Linked DNA regions of Zea mays: region 2 is linked to region 1. The links are chromatin contacts, called in public Hi-C maps. All regions are on one chromosome and are shown on one strand. The core of a region is the stretch at or near the end of the contact, and the rest is flanking DNA. Distances in the headings are between cores, read along the strand shown.

Region 1 (2,700 bases), core at 149-2,648:
TATGTCAACTCGTTTCTAAAGTCTTGAAAATCGTGTGAAATATCTATTGAGACGGGTTTGTTTCATCCTCATATTTTTTATAATTGCTATTGGCATTTAGTTGTAAGGTAGAAATATAAGAGAGAAGAAAGTGGGTGCTTTGTGACTCGTGAGCAGTCAGGTTCCGTCGTATTCTACAAGGAGAAAGCCTCTTAGTTTGATGAAGTGCTGGAAAGGTATCGTTTTATTGTTAGTTTGATGTAGTGCTGGAAAAAATGTTACTGAATTTGCATTAAAACCGTCTGTTTGCTCGACTTTAATCTAAAATGATTTCTATTATTCTTACGGAGTTCGAACGTCTAACTTTAATCTTAAACCCTAAACTATATAAACTATATAAAGAATAATCTTATTGCCTTCACTTTTACGTTGGATTTAGCCGACATAATTCTAGTGCGCACGCCGCACGGCAATTCCGATCCGGTGGACCCGGTCGGGCCCGACTTGGATTGCGATTTGCGCACACTAATCGACCTCACCAATCAATGGCCCCGAACATGGGCAAAGCAAGCGACGGCCACCAAGCAAGCAAAAAAGCAATCAGAGGTACGCTCAGAGAGCAAACGAAGAAGCAATTCAAATTAAAAAAAATATGGAATGAGCGCGATTGATATTTGATCGATACTGATGGCCGCAAGCAAGATTACACAAGTCATGATTGATTACAAGCAGACGTCCAGACCATAATCAATGATTTCGTCCATACTGGCAGCAAATCCGAGGAGGAGGGCAGAGAGAGAGAGAGAGCGAAAAGGAACAAAGAAAAAAAAACAGATCTTGATCTGGATCACGGCGGCGGCGCAACCTACTACTCCGTATATCGCATCCTGCTCCGGGCGGCTACTAGCCCGCGTAGACGTGGATGCCGATGGCGATGAGGAAGATGGTGATGAGCGCGAAGTAGAGGACGGCGTGGACGAGGATGGCCAGGCCGCTGGTGTGCATGCTGCCGAACTCTGCGACGCGGCCCCGGCCCGGCAGCGTGCAGAGCAGCCCCGGCGTGAGGACCACGAACAGCACCGTCGCTACGATCACGGGGCCCCAGTCCGCCATCGGGGAGACCTCTCTGATTCCCCTCCTCCCTCTTCCTTCCTTCGCCTCGCTACCGGAGCTCTCCACTCTCCAGTGAAGAAGCTCCCCCAAATCCACACGCTCTCTCTGTCTCTCTTGGAAATTGGAATGAGGAGCGCCGCAGTGGCAGGCTTTTTAGAGGGGTAAAGAAAGCGAGGCGGGCCCCACGCGTCATTGGCAGGGGCAGGAGCCTGCGTGGTCCAGCCTCTCTCCGTGGTCCGGGCGGGGGCAAGGAATCCAACCGTTGCTTGCTGGCTTGCTGCTTTGCTTGCACATTGGAGTACTGGAGTCTGGTGTGCGACCGTGCGTGAGAGAGGGAGGCGACGCAACGGATCTACGCGGGCCCCAGCGGCGCACGGGTCCGTGCCGGAGCAGCAGGGAATCGGGAGGCCTGCTGGGCTTGGGCCCTTCAAGGGTCCAGCAGAATTTGTACACTGGCAGCCGGCTCCGCTCCATCCTTTGTTTATTTTTTTTTCAAAACAAAAACACAGCAAGCGTCAGTTTTTCATTTGGATTAAAATCGATGCAAAAAGAACCGATTCAAGTTAATGAAACAAGGGAAGCAAACATGCCCACCGTACCGCCAAATTAATCAAGAGTCAGCAACCATCCCTTTCTCTCTCACCCCATCCTCATCCCGATGCTTTTCCTCCTCCGATTCCCCTGCTCGCTTTCTCACTCTTTGGCGTCGATTGGTTCAGCCAGGCATGGGTATCTCGTCGACGTCTCATTCCTCCATGAATCTCCCTCTTTTCCGCTCCATTATTATTGCCCCAGTTTCCCTCTCCCTCCTGCTGCTCCTGCAGTCCTGCTCCACAAAATGCAAGCGCGCACACACGTAGTATGCATCGCGGCAATACACACACCCACGCGCACGCAGCAGTACAATACAAGCCTAGCACTACCTAGTCTAGACTAGTTTTTAGGACCGGCCGGGATGCTGGACTGGGCGCCCGTGGTGGTGGGCGTCGTGCTCTTCGTGCTCCTCTCGCCGGGCCTGCTCATCGAGCTCCCCGGCATGCACCGCTGGGTCGACTTCGGCAGCCTCCGCGTCACCGGCAAGGCCGCCACCGTCCACACCATCATCTTCTTCGTCCTCTTCCTCATTGTCACCATGGCGTGCAAACTCCACATCTACACCGGCGCCTAGCTGCTGTACCTCAGCTCGCTACCTGTGGGCGACTAGCTGAGCTCCCTAGCTAATCTTCACCGCACGCACCGTACGTACCTGTTCGTCGTCGTCTATTCGTCAACCCGTTGTTTTGTATTATATGCTCTCTCTCGTCATATATATCACACGGTCGATCGCCCGGCCATTTCATAGGCTGTACCTGTATTCCTACTTTAACAAGGGTATACTTGTATACGTACGTGATCTTGTTTTAGCATCATCCTGATGCTTCAAAATCTGTCTCGATCGTTGGTCTACTTTTCAATTTTCAACTCATGGATTCACTTTATTTAAGATACATTTGTTATGGATTCAGGTTCTGCTAGAAAACGTTTCAGAATTATATTCTCTTGTTAGTTATTACTATAGTTTAGTTTGGTTATTACGAAAATTAACACATACACTAAACTTACCATAAT
Region 2 (2,700 bases), core at 105-2,604, 75 kb before region 1:
GGGCGAGGCGAGGCAGGCAGGAAGGCAGACGAGCGGGCGTGGTGTGGTTGTGTTAATTTTTAGCACCCACTAACCGCGTAAACCTTTCAGCTGCTTGTCTCTTCGTCAGCTGCATGCGAGACCGTTGTCCTTCAGCTGCCCGTCTCTTGGTGTGTTGCGTGCAGACTCTTCTCCTTCAGCTTCCCTCTGCGAGAGGTTAAATAGAGGAGAACCCCTGGCACTTGACACACACGAGAACAGAACATTCCAGAGTCACAGTCCAGCCGCAAGTGAGGGTGTTTCCATCTCGTAGCTCTGCACGCACAGAGAGGCGAGAGGGCAGGTGCCTCCGGAGCCCTTGCCGTTCGAGACCCTGCTCGGGGGATCGGCAATTAGGTTTTTGGGGAGCGTCTAAGCGACTGCCCAACGTTGTCTTCATCGCTGGTTCCTGGCGTCTTCATCTCGTACGACATGACAAGTGAAGTTGGACAGGGATCTAGATCCTCGGAGCGCATGGGAGGGTATGATCAATTCATCTCCTTACTGTTTTACATTCTGCAGATAATATATGTTACATATGTTCATACCTGTTGTTTCATATATAGCCATAAATTTATCCAATCTGTTTTGTCGTATTATATCATGACATGTCTGATGCCTGTTCATACTAGTAATATGATAAATCTGTTTGTCTTAATTTTATAGTCATGCTGTTTATGTTGTTGTCTGTTTATTCTCAATTGTTCTGACTGTTTATATGCTTATTATATTTATATGATTTATATGTTTTATGTTCTCATGATCCATATTGTTATGGATATATTTAAGATCGCGATTTCTATGATTAAACATATTTTATATGTCATCATCATAATGTTAATTTATGGAATTAAAATGATATGGAAAATGCCTATATTTTTAACACCTTTGTGGCTGAGTTTTTATAGTGTGTTTTTGTTGCTTTTGGAGTTTACCGTATATAATTTTAGCACAAACAAGAAAACTTGCTAGCTTATATATTCAAGGGTAAAGATGAAGCACGCTTTGCTTGTTTGGGACAGCTTTTTTTTCTAAAAAGCTTTTCTGACAATTTGGATTCACGTAGAATCTAACTGTCACGAGAACCGCTTGTGTACAGCGGACTGCACGGTTTAGAGTTTAGAAAACTATATATTCCTTGCGTCGTCATGACCCGGCGAATCATGCATTCATGGCTGAAAAGCGAAACGGCTGAAAAGCGAAAGTTTGACTGGCAAAAGCTGATCTAACTATCAGAATCTGGCCATAAGCCGAAATAAATAGGGCCGTTGTTAGCACATCAACTTACTTGCAGCTTGGGCCAGAACATCGGCAAACGCTCAAGGAAGCAGAATGATCGCGTCTTTGGGCTGGACTGGGTCCGTGTGCTATCGGTGAAGTGAGCGTAGCCCAGTCCGTGACGCGAGGATATCGAACATGGAACCCAGAATTACTCTAGGCATTCATAGTCCGATCTCCCCACTCTCTGCTGCCTATCCCAGATTTTTCCTCCAATCTTCCATTCTTCCTATCCTTGGTCCATGCTAGTTGCTAACGTTTTTGTGGGCTGAGAGGTAACGGAAGTCCAAAAATCACAGATGGGCAGACTAGGGGACTGAAATCTGACGTAGGGCATATTTGCGAGCAAGAGGAATTGGAAGGATTAGAGCTGATTTGGATTAGGGCTGATTTGTTGACCAGTGATTACGGGGATTGGATAGGATTAAGAAGGAAATTAGTTTATTTCTTCCTCAATCCTCCGTGACCTCTTGTCACCAAATCAACTATTAGAGTTTGTTCGGTTGCGTCTGGATTAAAGAGGATTCGAGGAGATTAAATCTCTCTCTAGTCATAATTGATTAGAAGGGGATTTAATCCTCTCCACTCTCATTCGATTTAGACGCAACTAAGACCTAAGGACATGTTTGGTGATAAGGGATCACGAGGGGATCCATGTGATAATAATCCCCTTGCTATTCAAAATTGAATAGCAAAGGAATTCCTCTCCTATGGATTTCTTCGTGATCCCTAGTCACTAAATCAGCCCTAAACTAGTTTGAAAACGCAAATCCCCTTTAGGATTGAAGAGGATTGGAGATGAAATTGGTTCATTTCTATCTCAATCTCCTCCAATTCAGAAGGTGATTTAAGGTTCCCAAACTAGCCTAAAGGGGCTACCCCTTGCCCCTAAACAAATCCATCGAAGAAAAGGTGTTTCAATAGGCTAAATGAAAAACCATTGTTTTCAACAAAAAGAGAGAGATTAATAAAAAGAGAAAGACCCTGAGCATAGGTCTGCTAAAAACAATCCAAACAAAAAACATAAAAAGAATCAATGGGGTAATGAAAATGTCTTAGTCCACGTTTGCTAGAAACCAAACAAATTTCATAAAAAATATATATGTCACACCCGAATTTAATAACAAATCCAGATACATTTCAAATGTGTGCTAGGATTAAGTCTCACAAATATGATGACTCAGTATACAGAAAACAATGTCACATCTTTATTATTTAATATAAGTTTTGTACAAAATAACTAAATAGAATATACCATATGTCGGCAACAATCATCCACCATCTTAGTTGACTAGGAGACCACGGTCTAGACTTTTTCGAACTTATCGCAACATCTTTCATGCTCCTCCTGCGGTACCTATTCTTGAAATGGTATGATTATAGTAATGATAAACTCTCATACGG

Evidence for each region. Hi-C and Micro-C count contacts between places; a contact is called where the count stands out from the background.
Region 2: a contact with region 1 is called in a Hi-C map of leaf, with 2.3 times the contacts expected there. The contact joins the enhancer-like site here to the promoter of LOC100193640 in region 1. A contact is called at or near these places in 5 of 25 Hi-C or Micro-C datasets (ear, leaf and tassel).

Annotation. Positions count from the first base shown.
Region 1 is chr2:72,855,307-72,858,006 of Zm-B73-REFERENCE-NAM-5.0, reverse strand. It overlaps LOC100193640, which reads right to left and starts at 1,398. Exons shown (of 1, transcript XM_020548334.3): 1 at 621-1,398. The coding sequence starts at 1,092. The coding sequence ends at 883. It overlaps LOC100275333, which reads left to right and starts at 1,788. Exons shown (of 1, transcript NM_001364363.1): 1 at 1,788-2,517. The coding sequence starts at 2,048. The coding sequence ends at 2,260.
Region 2 is chr2:72,930,130-72,932,829 of Zm-B73-REFERENCE-NAM-5.0, reverse strand. No RefSeq gene overlaps it. Among protein-coding and RNA genes, the nearest start is that of LOC100193640, 75 kb to the right of the region's middle. Within about 2 kb of position 1,354, at least 16 of the 20 cell types and tissues checked have an H3K27ac peak or open chromatin away from gene starts, as enhancers often do. A contact at or near this core is called in ear, leaf and tassel, where this site is marked.